7 separate regions of the Mus musculus genome follow, and all the other regions are linked to region 1. A link is a contact called in public HiChIP or PLAC-seq and promoter capture Hi-C data. All regions are on one chromosome and are shown on one strand. The core of a region is the stretch at or near the end of the contact, and the rest is flanking DNA. Distances in the headings are between cores, read along the strand shown. Region 1 holds the start of Rnf145 (ring finger protein 145). Region 2 overlaps Pwwp2a (PWWP domain containing 2A). Region 3 has its middle 33 kb from the start of Fabp6. Region 4 holds the start of Pwwp2a (PWWP domain containing 2A). Region 5 overlaps Ccnjl (cyclin J-like). Region 6 holds the start of Fabp6 (fatty acid binding protein 6). Region 7 holds the start of Ccnjl (cyclin J-like).

What was found. Promoter capture Hi-C pulls out the DNA fragments that hold promoters and counts their contacts. HiChIP or PLAC-seq counts read pairs in DNA pulled down with a chosen protein or histone mark.
Region 2: a promoter capture Hi-C map of the HPC-7 cell line shows a contact between it and region 1. The contact joins the enhancer-like site here to the promoter of Rnf145 in region 1. A contact is called at or near these places in 11 of 39 promoter capture datasets (the HPC-7 cell line, HPC-7-derived erythroid cells, cranial neural crest and 6 more) and 9 of 115 datasets of contacts at active chromatin or transcription factors (bone marrow-derived macrophages, embryonic forebrain, embryonic hindbrain and 5 more).
Region 3: a FOXA1 HiChIP or PLAC-seq map of pancreatic cancer cells shows a contact between it and region 1. The contact joins the enhancer-like site here to the promoter of Rnf145 in region 1. A contact is called at or near these places in 1 of 39 promoter capture datasets (hippocampal neurons) and 4 of 115 datasets of contacts at active chromatin or transcription factors (bone marrow-derived macrophages, embryonic forebrain, extraembryonic endoderm stem cells and 1 more).
Region 4: a promoter capture Hi-C map of the HPC-7 cell line shows a contact between it and region 1. The contact joins the promoter of Pwwp2a here to the promoter of Rnf145 in region 1. A contact is called at or near these places in 14 of 39 promoter capture datasets (the C10 cell line, the HPC-7 cell line, HPC-7-derived erythroid cells and 8 more), 7 of 484 Hi-C or Micro-C datasets (CD4 T cells, the HPC-7 cell line, the N1E-115 cell line and 4 more), 8 of 115 datasets of contacts at active chromatin or transcription factors (astrocytes, bone marrow-derived macrophages, cardiomyocytes and 5 more) and 3 of 9 other capture datasets (adipose tissue, liver and pancreatic islet).
Region 5: an H3K4me3 HiChIP or PLAC-seq map of bone marrow-derived macrophages shows a contact between it and region 1, with 9 times the contacts expected there. The contact joins the enhancer-like site here to the promoter of Rnf145 in region 1. A contact is called at or near these places in 5 of 39 promoter capture datasets (the 3T3-L1 cell line, hippocampal neurons, liver and 1 more) and 1 of 115 datasets of contacts at active chromatin or transcription factors (bone marrow-derived macrophages).
Region 6: an H3K4me3 HiChIP or PLAC-seq map of bone marrow-derived macrophages shows a contact between it and region 1, with 4 times the contacts expected there. The contact joins the promoter of Fabp6 here to the promoter of Rnf145 in region 1. A contact is called at or near these places in 2 of 39 promoter capture datasets (cranial neural crest and embryonic stem cells) and 1 of 115 datasets of contacts at active chromatin or transcription factors (bone marrow-derived macrophages).
Region 7: an H3K4me3 HiChIP or PLAC-seq map of embryonic stem cells shows a contact between it and region 1, with 8 read pairs. The contact joins the promoter of Ccnjl here to the promoter of Rnf145 in region 1. A contact is called at or near these places in 6 of 39 promoter capture datasets (embryonic stem cells, hippocampal neurons, liver and 3 more), 2 of 484 Hi-C or Micro-C datasets (Sertoli cells and embryonic stem cells) and 4 of 115 datasets of contacts at active chromatin or transcription factors (embryonic stem cells, forebrain and neural tube).

What each region holds. Positions count from the first base shown.
Region 1 is chr11:44,517,579-44,520,374 of GRCm38.p6, reverse strand. It overlaps Rnf145 (ring finger protein 145), which reads right to left and starts at 1,419. Exons shown (of 11, transcript NM_028862.4): 1 at 1,101-1,419.
Region 2 is chr11:43,701,962-43,705,138 of GRCm38.p6, reverse strand. Pwwp2a (PWWP domain containing 2A) reads right to left here. Exons shown (of 2, transcript NM_027557.1): 2 at 1-605. Among named protein-coding and RNA genes, the nearest start is that of Gm34963, 21 kb to the right of the region's middle. Within about 2 kb of position 1,363, at least 31 of the 459 cell types and tissues checked have an H3K27ac peak or open chromatin away from gene starts, as enhancers often do. A contact at or near this core is called in the HPC-7 cell line, bone marrow-derived macrophages and hematopoietic stem and progenitor cells, where this site is marked.
Region 3 is chr11:43,633,006-43,636,040 of GRCm38.p6, reverse strand. No RefSeq gene overlaps it. Among named protein-coding and RNA genes, the nearest start is that of Fabp6, 33 kb to the right of the region's middle. Within about 2 kb of position 1,765, at least 117 of the 459 cell types and tissues checked have an H3K27ac peak or open chromatin away from gene starts, as enhancers often do. A contact at or near this core is called in bone marrow-derived macrophages, extraembryonic endoderm stem cells, hippocampal neurons and 1 more, where this site is marked.
Region 4 is chr11:43,680,465-43,683,461 of GRCm38.p6, reverse strand. Pwwp2a (PWWP domain containing 2A) reads right to left here and starts at 1,464. Exons shown (of 2, transcript NM_027557.1): 1 at 846-1,464. The coding sequence starts at 1,369. Gm34963 (a long non-coding RNA gene) reads left to right here and starts at 1,398. Exons shown (of 2, transcript XR_388594.3): 1 at 1,398-1,627.
Region 5 is chr11:43,568,512-43,571,561 of GRCm38.p6, reverse strand. The region is part of intron 3 of Ccnjl (cyclin J-like); the gene reads right to left. Among named protein-coding and RNA genes, the nearest start is that of Fabp6, 32 kb to the left of the region's middle. Within about 2 kb of position 1,776, at least 74 of the 459 cell types and tissues checked have an H3K27ac peak or open chromatin away from gene starts, as enhancers often do. A contact at or near this core is called in bone marrow-derived macrophages, where this site is marked.
Region 6 is chr11:43,599,954-43,602,993 of GRCm38.p6, reverse strand. Fabp6 (fatty acid binding protein 6) reads left to right here and starts at 1,432. Exons shown (of 4, transcript NM_008375.2): 1 at 1,432-1,549. The coding sequence starts at 1,483.
Region 7 is chr11:43,527,486-43,530,392 of GRCm38.p6, reverse strand. It overlaps Ccnjl (cyclin J-like), which reads right to left and starts at 1,644. Exons shown (of 6, transcript NM_001045530.2): 1 at 1,426-1,644; 2 at 934-1,038. The coding sequence starts at 996.

The sequences.
Region 1 (2,796 bases), core at 170-2,669:
CACACCCCTTCCTTTCAGACTAGTTTCCTGTTTACTGCAGACAGAGATGCAAAGCCATCCATTAATCTTTGATGCCTTCCCACTGCAAAGGCCCCTTCCCCCGCCCCATCTCACTCTCTCCCCGCACCTCCCCCAACCCCGCCTGCTTTGCTCAGATACATTTGAACTGTAGTAACCCCAAGCCAGCTCGCCGCAAGCAGGCAGCGAGCACAGCACAGCAGCGCGGCACGGACGCAGCAGCCCCAAGGCTAGGGGATTACGTGGAGCAGAAACTCTGCCAGGAAGAGAAGCCCGGGTGCTCCCTGCCTCGCCAAGGGTGCTGGCTCTACCGCGCCTCATAAGGCGCGCTTATATGAGTCAAGTTCCTAACCCTTAGATAGAATAGGGGGTTCATTCCACAAAGGTCCTAGGGTGGGAAAGCAGAACTGGAGAGGGCGAACCCAGGGATGGCGAGCGGGAAAAGGAACACAGTAAGAGAGAGATGAGCTGCTCGTGACTGAAGAGAGGCGCACTGCACACTAAGCCAGGGGTCCCCCTATTCTTTGGGCTTGGCAGGTCTTTCTGAAACCCGCAACCTGCACCGCCTGCACATGGTTAGGCTGAGTTAAGGGGCTGCGAGGTGAGGAGACGCCAGGGAAGAGGGAAGAAGCTTGAAAGCAAAAAGAGTGAACAGAAACGCAAAAGACGAAAAGTTAGAAATGCAAACCTGAGCAAAGGAGCCCGGACTGGACACCTCTGCCAGAGAGACCGGGAAAGGCCTTGCAACCGGGGTACAGGAGAGCAGAGAGGGGTGAGCCCCAATGAGGGCATCTCAGGAATGTGAGGGTTCTCTCCCTCTCCAGGCGCGGGAGGAAAGAAGGATGGAAGGTGGTGAGGAGGCAGCCGAGGCCCCGGGAACGAGTATGAGGCTCTGCGAGGAGGTCGCAGGAGACTGATCGCTGCTCAGGGGTGGGCGGGAGGGCGCGGTGCGGAGGGGGACCAGGCCGGGGCCAAGAGCCGGAGAAGGAGGGGGCGCGGCGGGGAGGAGCGAGGGTGGGGGAGGGGAGGGGAGGCGCAGTGGGCAGCAGGCCTGCGGGATGCTCCCGGCTGACCGCAGTCACCTGGAGCCGCAGCCTCCCTGCCTGCGGGGCGGCACTGGGGATGGCGGTGTCCGCTGCTGCCCGGCTCCGATTCCCGCCCCTCCGGTGAGATCTTCGGTTCCGACGGCGGGGGGCCCGGTTTGCGCGGCTCACAGCGGCGGCTCTCCCGCGTCCGGCCTCGGCTGCGGCGTCTCGGGAGGCGGAGGCAGCGGAAGCGGCCCGAACCGTGAGGTCACCATCCTCCGCGGCGACAAAGGCGCTCCCGGGCCGAGCGCCGGCACCAGCGCCCGGCGGCCGCCATGGCCTGGTCCCCGCGCTCCGGCTCCGCCCCCCGCGCTCTGCGGCGACCGCCGGCTCGCGCGCTCTGCGCCTGCGCGCGAGCTCGCCATCGCCCGGCCCCCGTGCGCCCACGCTCACTCACAATCGCGCACGGCGGGATCTTCCCGCACCGCCTCCGTTGAGTGGGCCCGAAACGCCGGCTTCTCTTTGGTGCTGGTCCGGCAGACTATTCCAAGGAAGGGTGAGGCGACACCGGGACATGCACTGTGACCCCAGCCATTCTGACACGTGTTCGCGCTCACTCCGCAGACACCACGAGCCGCACGCGCCCACACCTACACTCACCTGCTGGGACCACGTGGGACAATGTGAAAGGCTGGTCCCTGCCGCGTGCAAACCCAGAGCAATTTTTAACTCTCTCCTTGACTAGACTAAGACTCGTCTCTAAGGCATCAGGGACGACGAAGAGTAAAATGCTGGATGAGTGAATGGTTTGGAATTGCTCCCTGGGACTGTATTCCGGCTCCTTCGTTTGGTGCAAATGATTAACTACTGTATGAAAATAAAAGGTGTAAATAGGTTTGCCATTTCTTTTGGTTCAAGGTTCAAACCACATTAGTGTGCACACACCCTTTCCCTGAAACCCTTTTGTTCTGCTCTAGTCTCCTAATACTATGGCACATTCTTGCCGTATTATAAATGTAGAAGCTTTTAGAGCAGGATCTGTGTCTATATAGTATATAAGCTTGCTGAGGACTTAAGCTGATCTTTGCAGGGATCTATTACTACGTTCATCTGTATTACCATTGCCTCGCTATTACCTTCTGCCATTTGCTCTGTTGTTCCTTGCTTTTAGTTTAGTCCCTTGAGAATCAGTTGCCACTAGAAACTAGTGTGGCCTTTCATTAGGCAGTGCCTAGGTAACAGAAGATGAACACCAAGTGATTTGTAAGGCATTGCAACCATTCTGGCTCATTCGGAAACTTGCCAAGAGCCTCCACCTTACAATCTGTACAAGACAAAATGAGTATTCTTTGATGTTTATGTGTCCTTGTCCACTGCTTATGAGACACATACACCCACGATTCTGAACCTCTGGGTCTCCCCTGCTATAAAACTGTAAACACAACCTCTACATATACAAGGTCATCAGAGCAGGAGAGATGGCTTAGCTCTTAAGAGCCCTTTTTGTTCTTCTAGAGAACACCCCACCCCCAGGTTCAATTCTCAGCACCCAGGTGTAGCTGGTAACTCGAGTCCCAGAGGATCTGACGCCCTCTTCTGGCCTCCATGGACACTACAAACATGTGGTGCTCAGACATATCTGCAGACAAAACATTCATAGATGTAAAATAAGTAATATGTAGCCAAAGCCATCACTAAAGTTCACAGTAGCATATCTCCCTCCCATTTTCTGTGACTGTGATAAAACTTGGAC
Region 2 (3,177 bases), core at 114-2,613, 820 kb after region 1:
GAGCAGAAACCTTGACTACTCTGCCCCTGCTGTGAGCGATACTGGAAACCCTCACCACAGTGTTCCTTCTCTGGCTTTCGTTTTGGTTTTTCCCATCCACTTTATGGTCAGTTTTCAGTTTTTTGTTCACAGTAGCTACACTGTCATTTCTCCGTTTTTTATCTTCATACCTAGAAGAGTCACTGCTACCTTTCCTAATTTCCTTCTTTTCAGCAACAACACTGTTTTTACACTTATCACACAGGACTTGCCTGGGCCGTAGCTTAATCGCATTCATTATTGAAGTGGGTTCTTCCCTGTACATTTTTCGTTTGGGTCGCTTAATTTTCCGAGGCGGCGGCTGAGGTATTGATTGGTTATATGTGTCCCTGATAAACAAGGGGGGAGGGTAAGGTGCTCCTTCATGGAAGAGAGGAGGTGGCTTGGAAGCCCACAGGCGCTCAGGAGGAGGGACTGGAGAGAGGTCATCGGGAACAGCACCGTTCACTTCCTGCTTGACTTCTATCCCTTCTTGGAATGTGGTACTTTGGAGCTGCATGGCGTCCGGTTTGTCCTTATATTCCCTTTTGGGAAATACTGTCACAGGGATCCCATGGGGCCCAAACCTTTGAAGGAAATGGAAGAACAAAAGAAAGCTAGTGAGTTGATATCTGTAACTCAACTTCTTAAACGTAAACAACTTCATACGCATCTATACACGAATCTAAAATAAACTACTGCTGTCTCCAAAGTAACAAAATTCTCCACTTCTTTTGATTCTACATTTAGAGAGAAACTAGAAATAACCGAAATAAATGGTTACTCTAGGCAATACCAGAGTGGCTTTATTTAAAATGGATCTGTTATCAGACAGATTAATATGAGATGCCATGTGGTATTAAACTCACTGAACCATGCACATTTTCCAGTAAATGCACCCATATATTAGACGTCATCATTTTCCTCTGGTCATACATAATACCTCTCAAAAGCTTAATACCAGCCAGGGTGGTAGCACCTGTTGGTAATCTCTGCACTCAAGGCTAAGGCAGGAACACCTGAAGTTCCAGGTCAGTTTAAACAGCACAGAATCAGATGCTCAAAGTATTTCCAATGCTGACAAGGCAGAGCTGCGTGGTTTCAAAGTTTGTTTTGTATTACTTTGTATATACTGGTGTTTTGGCTCTATGAATATCATCTATATATACCATGAGTACAGTGCCTTCAGAAGCCAGAAAAGAATCCCCCACACTGGAGTTACAGATTATTATTATTATTGTGATCTGCTGTGTTGGTACTGGTGACTGAACCCAGGTCCAGAAGAGCAGTTTGTGCTCCTAACTGATGACTCATCCCTTCAGTGTCCCTGAGTTTCACTTTTTAAAACCACAAACTACATTCAGAAATTATTTCAGTTGGGCAGACTGGCGAGAATCTGCAGTGGCAGTACCCAGGAGGGTGTGACAAAGGATTGAGTTTAAAGCCAACTTGTACAACACAGCCAAGGTCTCTTGTCTCAAAGAGAGAAAGCAAAGGAAAGAATAAAAGACAAGCAGTATTTTCAAGTGTAATCCAATTTCAAACCAGTTGTATAGCCAGTATGCATGTATAAATAGATCCCAGTATGCATGTATAAATAGATCCCAGTATGCATGTATAAATAGATCCCAGCTTCAGTAGGAAGGAGAATGAGCAGAAAATAAGAACTGTTTCTCAGACAAACCTGGAAATGTAACTGGATCAATGTAACTTGGTTGAAATAAAGAAACTTTCAGTTAAATTTGCTGTTTTTATTGCATTTTCATAAAAACAAAACCATATTCCAAGTATCTCAGTGTATGTCAGGATGCAAATTTTAAAAAACACTGAGACAACAACATCTAGCACAAGACAATGTTAATGCCAGTTTTATAAGGCAAAGTTACAGAGAACCAATGATAGCAGCAGACTATCAGGTCATGAGGAACCCTGTAAATTAGAAGAAAATGTTTTCTATATGTCAGTTTTTGAAAATAACAAGTGTTTGGGTTTTTTGCTCATTTGTTTCTGTGTTTTATGTTCTTGTCCTCTTAAATGTTCTCCAGAAGGTTCAGAATAACTTTTTAAAAATAAATCTTTAGCCAGTTGTGGTGGCTCATGCCTTTAATCTTAGTAATCAGGAGGCAGAGACAGGAGGATCTTTGTGAGTTCAAGGCTAGCCTGATCTATGTATCAAGTTCTAGGACAGCCAAGACTATTGAGAAAGATTCTATATCAAAAACAAAAAAACACCAGGCGTGGTGGTGCACGCCTTTGATCTCAGAACTTGGGAGGCAGAGGCAGGCGGATTTCTGAGTTCGAGGCCAGCCTGGACTACAAAGTGAGTTCCAGGACAGCCAGGGCTATACAGAGAAACCCTGTCTCAAAAAAAAAAAAAAAAACCAAAACAAAACAAACAAAGAAACAAACAAAAAAAAACAACCAAACAAAAAGGATAGGATCCTCTCATTATCCTCGCTAAAAATTAATAAATCTTTAGGCTGGAGAATTTAAGGCATAATAATCTGAATGATTTTGCTTACTTTTTGAAATTATGTTCACTACGTATTCTAAGCTAGCTTAGAAACTGCTATGTAGTATAGTACCAGGCTGGCCTCAAACTCAAATCCTCCTGCCTCTGCCTCACAAATCCTGGGATGACAGGCATGCCCCACCACGCCCAGTGATCTACAGTGAAGTTCTCAGAGCTCTTACCAAGTGTAAATTTTAGTTTTGCTGTATAAAATAAAAGGTTAGCTCCTAGCTCATGGATTCAGGTAATCCTCAACACAATCATCAACAAATATTAGGCACACATTTTCCTTCATTGAAATAGTTTTAACTTTACTTACATCTAGATTGAATTTTTAAAATGTTTATGTTTGTTTTCACTGGAGGGTGGAGGCAATGCACATCGCATGTTGGTGTCTGGGTAGGACGGGTGTCAGATACCCTGGAGCTGGAGCAGTGGAAGTTTTAAGCAACCTAACGTGGGCTTTAAGGAACCAAACTCGGGTCCTCTGGAACAGCAATAAGTACTTTTTTTTTTTTTTCGAGACAGGGTTTCTCTGTGTAGCCCTGGCTGTCCTGGAACTCACTTTCTAGACCAGGCTGGCCTCAAACTCAGAAATCCACCTGCCTCTGCCTTCCGAGTGCTGGGATTAAAGGCGTGAACCACCA
Region 3 (3,035 bases), core at 516-3,015, 880 kb after region 1:
GGCCAGAGAGCAGTATTTATTATGAATTCACTGGGGTGTGTGTTTGAGTGGTTCTGTTGTTTATTTGAAATCTTTTTTTCCTTTCTTCTCTCCCTCCTTCCCTTCTTGTCAACAGGGTCTTTCTATGAAGCCCAGGGTTCCCTAGAGCTTGCTTGTACCCAGTTCTTTCCTCAGCCTGGGGATTACAGGCATCCCACAGCACACCTGGCTCTGGGTTTGCCTGTGTGTTTTCATGGGTAGTTTTGCTCTTCAGACTATTTGGTGTCTGGATTCAGAGAGTGAGATCCAGGAGGCCCTGGATGCTACTGAACTAGAACCCTTGACTCTTGGGTTACATTGCAGAGAGCTGTGGCAAGGGCTGGACCTCAAATCCAAGGGAATCCATTGCTTCAATGTACTTGGGTTCTGGCGGCTGGAACAGGAGTTGAACAACCAGAGTACAGAGTATGGTTTGTGCTTCTATAGTTCTCGTGTCTCTGTGGTACTGGTGGGCATGTATTCTATCTAAAAAGCCATAGAGGACATAGGTTGGGTTTGCTGCTAGGGACTGGAATCAGGCCCTGGAGGAATCGGGTCGAAGGAAAACCTGACTTTTCAGTTTATATTCGTGCTGGAGTAGTTTTAAAACCTGGTGCCAAAAGTGTGTGTGTGTGTGTGTGTGTGTGAGAGAGAGAGAGAGAGAGAGAGAGAGAGAGGCAGCTCAGTGAAGAAAAGTATTACTTACCAACTCACCAGGCCTGAAAGCCTCAGTCCCATCCCTAGGCACCCATGGGAGAAGGTGAGAACACTCCTGTAAGCTGTCCTCTGACCTCCACATTGGCAACGCGGTGCCCAAGCCACACAATGCATAATTAATTAATTAAAAATAATTCAGGAGAGCCAGGCGTGGTGGCGCACGCCTTTAATCCCAGCACTCGGGAGGCAGAGGCAGGCGGATTTCTGAGTTCGAGGCCAGCCTGGTCTACAAAGTGAGTTCCAGGTCAGCCAGGACTACACAGAGAAACCCTGTCTCGGAAAAAAAAAAAAAAAATTCAGGAGCAGGCATTGATGTCCCTGTTGGATTTGAGCAGCTAGTTAGTCATTTAGACCAACGACGAAAGTGGAAATAACAATGTGGATTTCAAGGCTAGGTCATAGCAGGGCATCCAGTTACTTGATTCTTTTCTGTACTTGTTTTCTTTCATTCTTCTGTTATTGTTGTTGTTGGTTTGGTTTGGTTTGGTTTTGGTTTGGAGGCAGGGTTTCTCTGTGTAGCCCTGGCTGACCTGGAACTCGATCTGTAGACCAGACTGGCCTCAAACTCAGAGAGATCCTCCTGCCTCTGCCTCCTCAGTACTGGAGTTAAAAGTGTGCTCCATCACTACCCAGCATCAGAAAAACAATGGGGGGGGGTTGTGTTTTGAGACAGGGTTGCTCTGTGTAGCCCTGGCTGTCCTGGAACTCAGAAATCCGCCTGCCTCTGCCTCTGCCTCCCAAGTGCTGGGATTAAAGGCGTGCGGCACCACGCCCGGCAGAAAAACAGTTTTTAAGGGCAATCTATTTCAGTTTAAGGTTGGCAATTATTATTATTTTTTAATTGTTTAGATTAAAAAGCAAAACAAAATCCGAGGGCTGGACTAGAAAATCTCTGGGGAGCCTGAGTCCTACATCTTGACTTTCAGCAGAACGGTTGTGGGGGAGGGGCGACAGCACAAATTCCTCTCCCTAGAGGCTGGGATGGAAAGCAAACCAGGCACCGCGGCAGCTAGGCGGGGAGAAGCTCAGACTTTCCCAGGCGGTTCCTACGCGGAAGTGCTGGGGTGAGGGTGAGGGAAGCCAGGCCAAGGAGCCTGGTGTTAGAAGGAGCAGAGCCTGCAATAAATCACCTCCCTAACCTGCCTGCTTTCCTAGGCTGTCAGCTTGGTGGAGGGTGAGGGTGGGGGCGGGGCAGGGGTGTGCTGAAGCTGGCGGGGCACCAGAGGAGTCTACATTTCAATTGCAATAGGAAACCAACACCCTACACCTCTATTCCTCTGCCCCAGCCGCTTTTCCTTTTTCTCCTCCGTCCATCCTTTGCCCTGCCCTCCCCTTCTCTCTCTGTGGGCCCTCCTCAGCGGAGAGGGATCCACTCAGACATCAGGCCTGCAGTTCTGGTCCTCTCCGGCCTCCTTTACAGTGGGTTCGATTCCCTCCAGGGCTCCAGGCCATTCCATCTTCGGCACACATGTCTCATTCGGAGATCCAGCTTGGATGAGTGTAGCCCGATGATGGATGAGATAAGACATTAGGGCTGCCAGGCGAATGGCAGCTAGCCAGAGAGATAGGACTCTCACAAGATAGCAGAGCCACCCTGAAGAGAGCCTACAGCTACCAGGATACAATGTTCCTTGGGTGCTGCCCCCCCATCCCCACCCCATCGCCCATCCCCAGGCCTGGGCAGCTAGTGGTGCTGGAAGCACGGGGCAGAAAAGAAAGCCACAGACCCTCTGAATCCAGTACTTAGTGTACAGATCAGCTTTAGTGGGTGTTGTGCCTTTCCAAATGTCAAAAGCGGACACACACACCCTCCTCCCTACCCCCTGCCAGAAGATCCCATAGAGATGCTTGGATCGGGAAAGGTTGCTTATTCCAGCGGGCTACTCTGTGCAGGTGTGTATAATCGGCTCACTCATTCATTCATGCACACAATGTGGGAGTTCTCTATAGAGCTCAGCTGCCCACAGTAATGCCCATGTAGTCTTAGAGGAGCAGGCTGGTTTCAGTACAACCTTCCTAGCTGTGTGACCTTGACCAGGTCTACCCCTGCATAAATAGCAGCTCATCCCCTCAGGATTCTGTCAGGTGGCACAGGTAAATTGCTTAGAACAGAGCCCGACTTGTGAAAGATCGATGGATTCTTTCATCCACCCAAGAGCCCATACGTGTGTTTGTGTGTGTGGGGGGGGTGGGGGTGGGGTGCAGGGCTGCAATGTTTGAGGTTTGGGGGCCACAGCCAGGAACAAGTCAGAGGGGGTTCCTGGTCTTAGGTGGTTTATCCTCCAGGCGGAAGACTGGAG
Region 4 (2,997 bases), core at 215-2,714, 840 kb after region 1:
AAAGGTTAACTCTAGACTGAAAGCAGATTACCTTCTTTACCTGTTTAAAGCAGTGCCCAGAACATTTTAAATCAAAAGGTGAAAATATACTGGATAAGACAGAGGTTTGTAGGTGAACTCAACCTTCTAGTCAAAACAAATTTAACTGTAAACATCGTCTCGGAAATCTTTTGAGACTCAATCTCTATCACTGCCAAAGAAAAAGTCATGCGAACATTCCTTTGTAAACCCACCACTTGGGTAGTAAATGTTCAAAAGACAGGGGACCTATCCCGTCTCCAATATTTCTTTAAGCTATAAGTAAAATTAGCAAAAGGTACCTCCTTATTAAAGAGTGATCCTCCGAGAAACTATTTCCAGCAGTTCTTAATAACAGTTAAAAAAGGGTTCATTAACTCTAGGCTCTTCCTCTTTTAACAACTGACAGGTAACCTTTTGGGAAGCCCAAAGCACACACCCCTTTCTTCAGCCCCGCTAAAGTTAAAGGTTGATTTGAGGACAGGGAGATGCCTCCGCAGCACCTCTTCCCCCCCCCCCCCCCCCACAGCACCCGTTTCTCTAGGGGATCCATCTGCATTTTGCATTAACCCATCTGCCCCAGTGCGCAAGCCAGAGGGTCGCAGGGGGCTGGGGATGCGGAGGCGGGGTGTGCCAGCCATCTGCACCCGCGCGCGTCCCCAGCTGCACACCTGGGGCCGGGGCCGCGCGCGTCGGCCCCACGCGGAGCGCGCCCCACGCGGAGAGCGGCGCGGCGCGCAGGACCCGAGGGCGGGGCGGGAGCAGCTCGGGTTCGCGCTCTCCCTCGCGGCGGAGCGGACAGCTTGCAGTTGGGGGGCCGACGGTACCTTTTGGATAGGTCCATGAGGACCCCGGAGAAGAGCTTCTCCCCGAGGCGGAACGACACGACGAGCGCGTCCTCGATGATGTGGTCCAGCGTGACCCGCACCTCCGAGCCGGGGATGAGGTGCGACACCGCCGAGTCCCCGCCCGCCGGCGGCACGAGCGCCGGAGCTGGTGGCGGCCGCGGCGCGTCCTCGGGCTGCTCGGGGGCGGCCGGAGGCTGCTCGGGCGGCGAGACCGGGACAGCCGCGGGCTCGGGCGGCTTCGCCTCCTCAGCCTCGGAGCTATCGGCCAGCTCCCCCGGCGGCGGCGGCGGCGGCGGTGGCGGCAGCGGCTGCTCGTCGGCCTGAGGGGCGGACTGGCGCCCGTCGGCCTCGCCGTCCGGCACCGCCGCCTCCGTGGCCGTGACCGGGAGGGGGGTGCCGGCTTCGCTGCCGGGAATGGGCTCTAGCTCCGGCTCGGCCTCGCCGGCGCCCCCTTCCCCGGGGGACGCCGCGGTCGCCGCCGCCTCAGCAGCCACGGCCGCCATTTTCTCGCTGGTTTCTCCCTCCTCCTACTCGGGCTGCGGCGGCGGCGGCGGCAGCGCGGCTGGGATCCCGAGGCCTTCCCCTCCCTCCCGCTAACACTCTCGTCCCGCCCTTTCCCTGATGCTCGTGATTGGCACCGCGCCATTGGCTCCGCCTTCCACCCCCTTCCGCACTTCTGTCAACCCATTGGTCAGAAGGAGCCGTCTGTCGCGGGCTGAGTCCCGCCCCCTCCCTCAGAGTAGGAACTTCCCATTGGTCAGGTGAGTTGTCAAGTGGAGAATCTAAAAGGAGTTTGAGGGGCGGGCTGAAGGATGGCAAAAGCGGCGCCCTGTGCTTACAGCCTGTATCTATTGGTTAGTAGGGGAAATACCGCTTTAGGATTGGTTTATGCCCCTGCCCTTACTCGGCCCGTTCTTCGGAGGTGGGAGAAGGGAAGAAAACGCGAGTCGTGCCAGTTCTTTCAAAGACTCCCCAAGGGGGGAATAGCGGGAGAATGCAGAAAGGGAACCACTTCCCAAGAATCTTTGCGCAGAGATCCTTAGAATAAATGTTATTTCTAGGCTTGGATTTGCTTGTGGCCAAGTGTGGGCACAACAGGCTTCTGTTGGGAAAGATAACTAAAGTTCCGAAAATAATCCTGAGACACTTTTTGGGTGCCTATTCACTAGTCAGATTACGAGGTGCTGGAAACAGGGCGATGTACAAGACATTCTCCATGACCACATGACAGGAGCTCCCGCATACACACAAGCGGTGTTTTCCTTGGTTTCACTCTTTAAAATATAAAGGACTAAACTCTAGGAACCTGCTAATTTCAAAAAAGGAAAATTCTAACGAGAAGACAGACAACTGGCATGCTAAATTGACTGTAGTCCTTAGATCCACGGAAAGAGTTCACTATTGAAGCCTTTTCTTTCCTTACCCTCTTCCTTGCCGTGTGCAGAAAGAAAGAAAGAAAGAAAGAAAGAAAGAAAGGAAGGAAGGAAGGAAGGAAGGAAGAAAGAAAGAAAGAAAGAAAGAAAGAAAGAAAGAAAGAAAGAAAGAAAGAAAGAAATCTAGGCATAGTTGCCGGTGGGGCAGCTCTTGGGAGGCACAGGCAGAAATGGCAAAATTCTAGTCCAGACTTAATACAGTTTCAGGATAGACTCAACTGCAAACTGAGATCCCATCCCAAGAAAGAAAAGATGAGGGCTAGGGGAGCCCTCCAGTGTCCTAAGGTCCTTGTTTTTGTGGTTTGGGTTTTTGTTTTGAAACAGCGTCTCCCTATGTACTTCTGGCTTGCCTGGAACTCACAGAGATCGGCCTCCTTCTCTCTGCCTCCCAAGTGTTGCGTTTAAAGACCAATTCTATTTGAAATCTGTTAAGTCTAGAAGGAGCCACTGTACTCATTTCTTGCAGATTGTTCCTCAGTCAGTCCTTTCTAATAGGAGCAATCAGAGGCACTGAAAACACCTACAAAAGAGAAAGAAGATATTTACCAACGTGGAGGGAAGAATGAAATGTCAAAGATTAATTGAATACTATATATCAATATCTAGTACAATCTTACATGGTCCTTGCAATTCGACAAGTGCTATTATACCCATTTTATTTGAAAACTGAGACAAAAAGGTTTCTAATGTTGTTTAGC
Region 5 (3,050 bases), core at 527-3,026, 950 kb after region 1:
TCATTTATGGGAGGTGGATTCTTGGTTTTTTGCTGCGCCCCACTTGCTATGCAGTAGGCACTCTCCCTCTCTGCCCCCCAACCTGGCTACCCTGCATCCAAGAAGGATCAACCCTGGCTGCTCGCTTCACATCTGCTATGAAAACCACCAGAGAGCAGAGAGCAGCTTCTGGCCTAAGGATGGTACTCAGCAGATAGCTTTGTTTTGTTTTTGTTTGTTTGTTTGTTTTTCATAAATGAGCAAATGGTTTTAAAGTCTAGAACTTTCTATATCACAAGCATGAACCTCATATACATGGTCCCAAGGCAACCCACAGTTTTTGAGGATGACTGTGGGTGTAGGTTTCCCATAGGCCTGGGTGTGAGGCCAACTGCAGCCTCTTCCTGTCTAGTCACCACCCTGAGCTCCACAAACACTTTCCTCTTCCATTTCCCTTATGCTGATGAGCGATGGGATTCCAGGGCTTTTCTAGGGAAAACTGTGTGATCAACAGGAAGCTGCTCTTTCTATGAACAATAGAATTTAAATAAAAAGTGTGGCAGACTACCAAGATACATTCAGGTGAAGGTATCCTTCACCTGAAAACCACACAAAAACCACACACACACACACACACACACACACACACACACACACACACAGCCAACACCAGCCTTTTTGTTGTTAATGGTGGCAGTTAGGGAGGGTACTTCCTACTCTTTCCCCAAGGCAGGGAACAAGAAGTCTCTTTCCAGGAACTGGGACACAGATGGAGCAATATGGCTGAAAAGCTGATCAGACACTAGCCCAGAAACCACTTGAGGACATCATTCTGAAGACACTGTTCACCACATAGCATAGCACAGCAGTCAGGACACACTGAAGACATGCACACTACAAGACCTTAGAGCCTCAGCCAGGTCACTGCCATATACTCTGGGCTTAGTCTCAGCCTCTTGGGCCTATGCTTTCTGGCCCTGGCCTGTGACATGGGAATAATGAGATGAGTTGAGGTGGCATGCTGGGTTCGTGTACAGGGAATGGAGCTCTTTCTAGATCCTGCTTCATCCAGAATTTGCAGCATCCTCAGTTATAGGTACAAGGATGGATTTCTGGATATACCTTGATAAAGAGTCAGAGAGCCAGGGACAAAGAGAAAAAGGGCCCTCTACATCAGTGTTCTGTGCTCTGTGGGAAAGAAAGGCAGCTGTGACAGCCACAGAGCTTGGGGACCAGGCAGCCCCCAACCCCACTGTTCCTATGGGCCTGCTGCAGCTGGGTACAAGATCTCTGGTCTCTGGGAAGATGTTGAAACTAGGATCATCCTGGAGGGACAAACTTTCAGTACCACGGTCCTTGAGCTTTGGAGCTTTGAGCTCATCTGGCATGAAGGTGGACTTGAGACCCCTGCCTGGCTGGACTGCCTCCTCCCTTAATAACAAAGAGAAAGCTCCCTTCCTCTTCCTCATCTCTCTGAAGAGCAAAGGCACTCAGTCGATGGCTGTCTCCAGTGTGTGCTTACGGCAGGCAGGATAAATAATGCATGAATGGACCTACGGACGGACAGACGGACGGATGGGTGGAGGAATGAGAGCCAGCACACTTCCGATGGCCGGAATCAATTCCTGAGGCCCGTTTAGGGCGGAGCCGAGAGGCTGTGAGTATCTGTTTTCCTCAAGAGGAAATTGTGGAAATGCCTCCCAGGGTTGGTGGTGGCATCTGGCCAGTTGGGTCACACACAGGCTTCCCTTCTCACTGCGAGGACGTCGCTGCCTCAGGATGCAGAAATAGGAATGATGACTTCATAGGGTAGCCTGAGCCAATCCCTGGTTCCATTGTGTCCCACTTTATAAGTGACCTAAATAACTCTAGGGACTGAAATCCAGGATTATGCGATAGGAGACATTTGTCACATGCGTGGCTGGCACCAGGGCGAGGGTGGGGTAAGGGCTTTGTGTGGGAGAGCAGGGTCCTGGCATGAATCAAGCTCCTTTAGTGACTGCTGAGTATAACGCCCATTCCCACTCACACGGGCTGGGTCTGATGGGGCTTCTGGTACCGAACAACAGCAAACCAAGTTGCAGGGCCAAAGGTGTAGAAACCAGAGGCCCTGGATCTTTTGTTCCAACCTCTGCTGGGAGCAGAAACAAGGAACAAGAGAGGCAACACGGCCACTGCTATGAGTTACGGAGAGCCACTTCCTGACACAGGGACAGTCCTGAGGGCTGACACAATCTTTCAGTCAATGTGGGTCTTTGGCTCAGGAAGGGGAGGACTGGGGAGCCTGCACAACCTGTCTGCTGACCTGTGTCTTCCTGGTACCACCAAGCACAGAGGTGAATGGCAAAGGCTGCAGCTGTGAGCCCAGACCTACCAGGCCATTTCAAGTCACCTGCTTGGTCCCCCTTTCTTCTGTCCTTTTTAGAAAAGTTCCTGATGTCTTGAGCCTTGGTTTCTACCTCTGTTTAAGTAGGGAAATAGCGACTATCTCCTTAGGATTTGTTTGGGAATTAACTGAGTAACAATGTATAAAAATTAGAAAGCTTCACATAGCACATAAACTCTCAACAATCAGTAGTGATTCCATTTACCACACAAGGCTCACCTTCCACCTCCACATTCTGATGATGGAGGGAATATAGTGAAGCCTTAAGACACTTCTATTTTTTTTTATTGTTTTTTTTTTCTGTTTTTTAAATTTCCACAAGAAACAGAGCTCACTCTCCCACAGAGGAAAAACATCTTTAGCTCCTCAGAGGGTGAGGCACCGCTGAAGGGAACTGAGACTCCAGAAGTGGCAAAGTATAACTCTCATAGAAGATTCCAGGATATGAGCCTGCAGAGTCCAGGAATATCCTGGCAGGAACCTGCCTTTAACAAGTGCCCACAAGTCAGGAGATGTCAGATTTTCCTAGAAGAGTCCCAGAAACCCCACCATGTCTGGTGACAAAGAGGAGCCTTTTCCTGTCTAGACATCAAAATGCTTGTAATTAAAATTAAGACGTGAAAGGGGAGAGGCAACACATACTTCCTAAAGCCAATCTTAAAAACTCTGATGTTAACACAACAAA
Region 6 (3,040 bases), core at 183-2,682, 920 kb after region 1:
GACAGAAGAGGATTGAAAACAATCCAAAGATCTCAATAGAAAGTAAATTATACACAGAACAGAATGTGATTGATTGATTGATTGGTTGGTTGGTTGGTTGACTGTGGTGCTGGAGATAGACCATTCCCAAGCTAGGCAAGCTTTCTAGCATGGAGCTAGTTAAAATTATAAAAACATCAAATGTTGGCCTGTGCCTATAGCCCCACATTTCGGGAGGGTAAGGCAGAGGATCAGGAGATTCAGGTCATCCTAGACTACGTGAGGAGTTTGAGGCCTGTCTGGGCTACCTGAAACTCTGTCTTGAATGAGAAAAGCAAGCAAACAAGCAAGGCATAAAGGAACGTGGAAAACCTCCTGTCGGGAAAAGGAATTCTAGGATTGGAGACTAAAGACTGCTATGTGTGCGTCAAAGTTGACTTTTCATCAGGTCAGGAGGCAGTGAGTCAGGGGGCTGGCTCAGTAGAGAAAGGTACTTGGTGCCAGGCTACACACACACACACACACACCATGGTACACGTGTAAACACATAAGAGAGACAGACAGACAGACAGACAGACAGACAGACAGAGAGAGAGAGAGAGAGAGAGAGAGAGAGAGAGAGAGAATCGACTATCCCCTGGTCCCAGGTAGGGAGTCAGCCAGTGTGGTCAATTCTGCTTTGAATAGAAATGATGGGATTTCACAGAGAGAAGACCCCAGAACAGGAGAGGGTTTTTTTTGTTTGTTTGTTTGTTTTTGTTTTTTGTTTTTTGTTTTTTTTTTTCTTGCTTGCTTGCTTGCTTGCTTGCTTTTGGTTTGTTCCTGATACAGGATCTTGCTCTGTGACCCATTCTTTCCTTGGCATTATGACAAACCTTCTTCAGCCTCCCAAGTACCAGGATTATCGGTGTCGTCCACAGTGCCCAGGCGAAACTTTGTCATTAACAGTAGTAATGGTGAAGATGCTGACGAGGGATTTTGCATTGCTTCTTTAAGTGACCCAGAAGCCACCCCACACCCCAAAGACTGGAACCCCATGTGTAAAGTGGCACATAAGACATCTAGCTTACAAACTTCACTTGTGTGCCTTGGGTCAGGGTTGGCCTGGGGGCTCCCTGGGAAAGGCTCATGCCTTGTTCTTCTGGATTGCCATATACAGTTCAGTGCACAGAGCTTGGTAAATGAAGGCTGAGGAGAGCTTAGGGATGGGCAGAGAGGGGCTGAGCAGAGAGGTGAATGACCACACTCTGTGGCCGTCCTGGCCTTGGCCTTACTGGGACTGGTAGTGGGATTGTAGGTGTTTTTCCTTAAGGTGAATAACCTTGGGGCTCCTGCCCACGTCATAAAATATCAAGCAACTCCCTGCTAGGGCAGGACTGAGAAGTGGGGTGACTTTGGGGCTGAGCCTTGGCAGTTGGGAGTGTTTATAAGCTGGGACTCCAGACTCCTCAGGACCAACCTTCTTCCTTAGCTGCTCGCTGCTGCCAGCTCTCTTCCAGCACCATGGCCTTCAGTGGCAAATATGAATTTGAGAGTGAGAAGAATTACGATGAGTTCATGAAGCGCCTGGGTGAGTGAGCTTCTTTGTGTCCCTTCCCTGGGACTGGCTGCTTATAGCTAGCTCTGGGATAGGAACCCAAACTCTTGGGGTAGAGTAGGACAGAACTCATCCATCCATCCTTCCATCCATCCATCCATCCTTCCATCCATCCATCCATCCATCCATCCATCCATCCATCCATCCACCCACCCAGACTTTTGCTGAGCAAACACTCTGTTCTGTCTCTAAAGATAATCAAAGCTGTAACACATCCTTTGATTTTTAAAAGACTTAGAGAATTTTAGTATCTCTAATTCATGTACGGAAAGTGTGAGTCTCAGACAAGTTTCATCAACATTAAAGGCCACATAGTAGTGACTGGTGAAGTGGAGATCTGATGTTTATTCGTTCAAATGTTTGTTATTGTTGTTGTTATTAGAAGCAGGGTCTCATGCAGTCTAAGCTGGCCTCAAAATCACTATGTAGCTGAGGATGACGCTGAAATCTTGATTCCTTGGCTTCTCTCTCAGAGGGAGGGATTACAGGCATATGCATACCTTGTGTTATGTAGTGCTGGTGACCACACCTGGGCTTCACTCATGCTAGGCGAGCGTTTCGTCAATCGAGCCTTATCCCTAATCCTGCTCAAAGTTATTGAATGTCTGCTACATGCAAAGGCTGTCCCAATAATTGGGTTTTTTTTTTAATGTTTTTAAACGTGCCATCTCTCCAGCCCACTGTCCCAATATTCTTGATGAGCCACCTCAGAGTGATTTACCTAAGTCAGTGACAGAGGTCATTAACACCCAGAACCCTGTCATAAATGATGTCACTATATCCTGCTAGGGAGAGATGACCAAGGAGTTAATACAGAAACCATGTTTAACAAGACAATCCACATAGCTCACCAACAAACTTTCTTCTTCCCTTACTGTACTATTTCGGGTAGAGAAACCAGATTATTATTATTATTATTATTATTATTATTATTATCATTATTACTTGCCTTTTGACAGCAAAAGGTCTGTTTCGAGTTGACCTTTGACACTGGTCAGTTGCAAAGTGTCAAAGGGAAAGTGGATTTGATGGTCTTGTCAACCTTTCAGTGCACTAGCACTGAGGCCATGCAATTGTCAAGGATGAGATGTAGCTCTGGTGGGAGACAGTTTGCTTAGCATGCCTGAGGCCCTGTTTCAATCACCAGCACTGCATAAACTAGGCCTTGTAGTGAGTGCCTATAATCCCAGCATTCAGGAGACTGCGGAAGGAAGGCCAGAAATTCAAGGTCATCCACTGTCCAGGTCACTTGGGACTATCAAAAAAAAAAAAAAAAAAAAGGAAGGAAGAACAGTTCCAGTTTCATGAGACCCACGGGCATCCTCTTGTGGTGTTTGTCCTTTGTCCTTCTGCTGTGTCAGAGTGGCCCTGAAAGTGGAGCCCCGTCCCTCTGTCCTGTAAGGCCTTGTGGACAGGCTACTTTTTCTTCTGAGTCTTTATTTCTTTGGTGTGTGTCATAAGATT
Region 7 (2,907 bases), core at 395-2,894, 990 kb after region 1:
TCCTTCCCAGCCCAGGTACAGGAAGAAAGAGGCAAAGCCTTCATTCAGTCCTCTGGGTTTTCCCAGTTTCCCAGTGGCCAACAGCAGCCTCAGCAACAGGAGGTGAACTGAGAGGGGGATCAAGTTTCAGCCAGCCCACCTTCTACCACAGGAGGCCAACTGGCAGGGGAGTTTGTGTTTTCTCCCTTAGCTTTCTAGTCTGCAACCTCTTTCGGTTAAGGCTAGTGTGTCTTTTCTTTCTCTCGTTTTGAGACAAAGTGTCCCACTGTGTAGCCCTGTGCTTCCTGGAGCTCCTCCTGACGCTTCAGTTGACCTTGAACTTGTGGAGATCCTTCTGCTGTCTCCACAGTGCTAGGACTGCCCCCAGGCCAGACTTTTAAATTTCATTCAGTTCCTGCCTTAACAATGAATTCCCACCATCTACCTAATATTTCTTTACACCGAACTGTAACTTTACTACGTTTGCATAGATTTATTTAGGCATCTGCTTTACCACTGAGCTATGCACTAGTCTAGTAATTATATTTTAAAAGAAATTGCTACAACATCATTACAATGATAGGGAAAATCAGCATTATGTATAGTAGGTGGTATTATGTGTCTTTGAATTACACACTGTAATGGATACACAGTATTTTTTTTTTAATCCATTCTTGTACCATGTAAAGTAACCTCGGGAGGAAATCCAATGGGATACGAACTATTCTTCATTTAGGTGGCTGGTGAAAAACCGACTTCAAGTTCTTGGATCTCCAGGTCCTTTGCCTGGAAGAAGACCACACTCCCCATGAAGGTAAAAGAGCAGGCGCACAAATAAAAGGGCACCAAGAGTGCTGAGTTCCCATGCGGGGCATCCTGAAGACACCCACAGGAGACCGAAAGTGACTTTAAATACCCAGTCCTTGCGAGTGACAAGGGCGGGGAGGAACTGACCTTCTCGCGCAGAGTGCAGTGTACGTCCGAGGCGACGCGCCCTTCCCACCACGGCTCATCCATCACCGCCGCAGTTATGAAGCTACCGGGATCTCGGGGCGCACCCTGCGAGGACACCAGGAGCTTCAGCGATCGGAGACTCTTCCTTCACCCTGCCCTCAGTGACCCTGATCCTCCTCGGTCCCTGTCCCAGTCCGGGACGGGCGCCCCCTCCTGCCCTGCACCGTGGAGCTGGCTGTCGCCCGCTGTCCTGAAGAGCCAGCAGTGTCCCCGCTCCCCTCCCTCCGCCCGCCCAACCTGGGGCTATCTGGAACTGTGTGCAACAACTTGCAGAATATCCAATGTGCCCCTCTGCAAAAGTTGCAAAGTTGCGGGCTGTAGTAGCTCTCCCAGGGCTGGCTGGGTCACTGGCTCAGAGTCCCCAACTCCTCCCCCGCCGCCTAGCCTTTGTCCTGCTCGCACATCCTGCCCTCGAGCCGGGGCCAGACTCACGCATCGCTGTCCCGGCGTGGGGGGCCGCGGGTGGTGGGTCCCTTCCCGCACCGGGTACGTAGTGCCCTCCGATGGCCGCCCGGTCCCTGGCCTCGCGTGCTCGCGACCGCTGCCTCTGCAGCCCGTCCCGCCCGGCCACCGGCGCGCCCCTGCGTGCGCTCGGTCCCGCCGCGGCTCGCAGTTCGGGCCGCCGGGGGCCTCCCTCCCTCGCTCGGGGAATTGGGGGCCGGGCCTCGCGCATGCGCCGCCAGCACCCCGCGCCCCGCGGGGCGGGGGGCTGGGAATGGCAGTCTTTCTTTCCCCGGCGCTGAGCTGCGCTTCCTGCCCACCCTCCTCCCTCGCCCGGGCAGAAAGCTAGGCTTCACCTTCCCTGGGACTCTGGGGGCGATCCCCAGTGACCCTGCCCCCTTGATCCTGGAGCGCGGGGGACGCGGCGCCACCTGCGTGTGCCGCGCGTGGATCCAGCGGCCAGGACGCCCCCAGAAAGTTCTGACTTCCGCATGCGCTGCTCCTGCCAACCTGCAGACGCTTCCACCTGTCTTTCTTTCTTTTTCAGCCTGCCCTGCGATGGGGAGGTAGATTTTCAAACAATTCCCACAGGAGCCCCAGAGAAGACACCCTTGGATACGCACGAGTTCCTCTTTATAAAGAGGGCTCAGTGAGTATCTTATTGTACTCTTAAGCGTGCATCCATGCTGAGCATTGCAGGGAAACAGTCCTTGTGGCAGGTTGCGGGATAGAAAGCCCTTTTAATTTACTTGTTTTCAGAAAGGCATTTTCTGGAGCCTGCAGTATAATGGCATAACATCCTGCTGTGCTGATTTTTGTGAGCCCTTTGGTGATCCCACTAACTTAAAATCAAGTCCACCAACTACCTGGGTGTTTTTGTTCACCCAGTGTCTTAACCACTTAGAGCTTGGCTTTAGGTAATAGAGGGATACAAACTACAATAATCTGCTGGGGATACATTATGATTAAATGAGAAAGGACACGAAAGAGGATTACCACTAGGCCCGTTAGAAAGTCACCAGTCAATAAATAATTACACGAAAAAGACTTTAGTTTCTGCCTAGTTTTCTACAAGATAGATATTTGTTGTGGTTTGAGACATGGTTTTTCTGTGTAGCCCCAGCTGTCCTGGGACTTGCTCTGTAGACCAGGCTGGCCTTGAACTTGGCGATCTGAGGGAGGTCTTGTAGGACTACAGAGTCCTGTGAGCTGGGACTAAAGGTGTGTGCCACCATCATCAAGCCGCAAGTAAAATTTTACGGGTTAAAAATACAATTTAGTTTTGAAAGGCTACTATAGTACTGCATACCTGCGACATTAGCACTCAGAAGGCTGTCTGTAGCTTAAGGGTTAGGAGTTCAAGGGCAGCCTGAGTTACACAGAAGTTTGAACCCTGTCTAGGCTGAGGGTTTTTTGTTTTGTTTTGTTTTGTTTTTCTATGTTTTTTTTTTTAGCTTTGATGAACTTGTACTG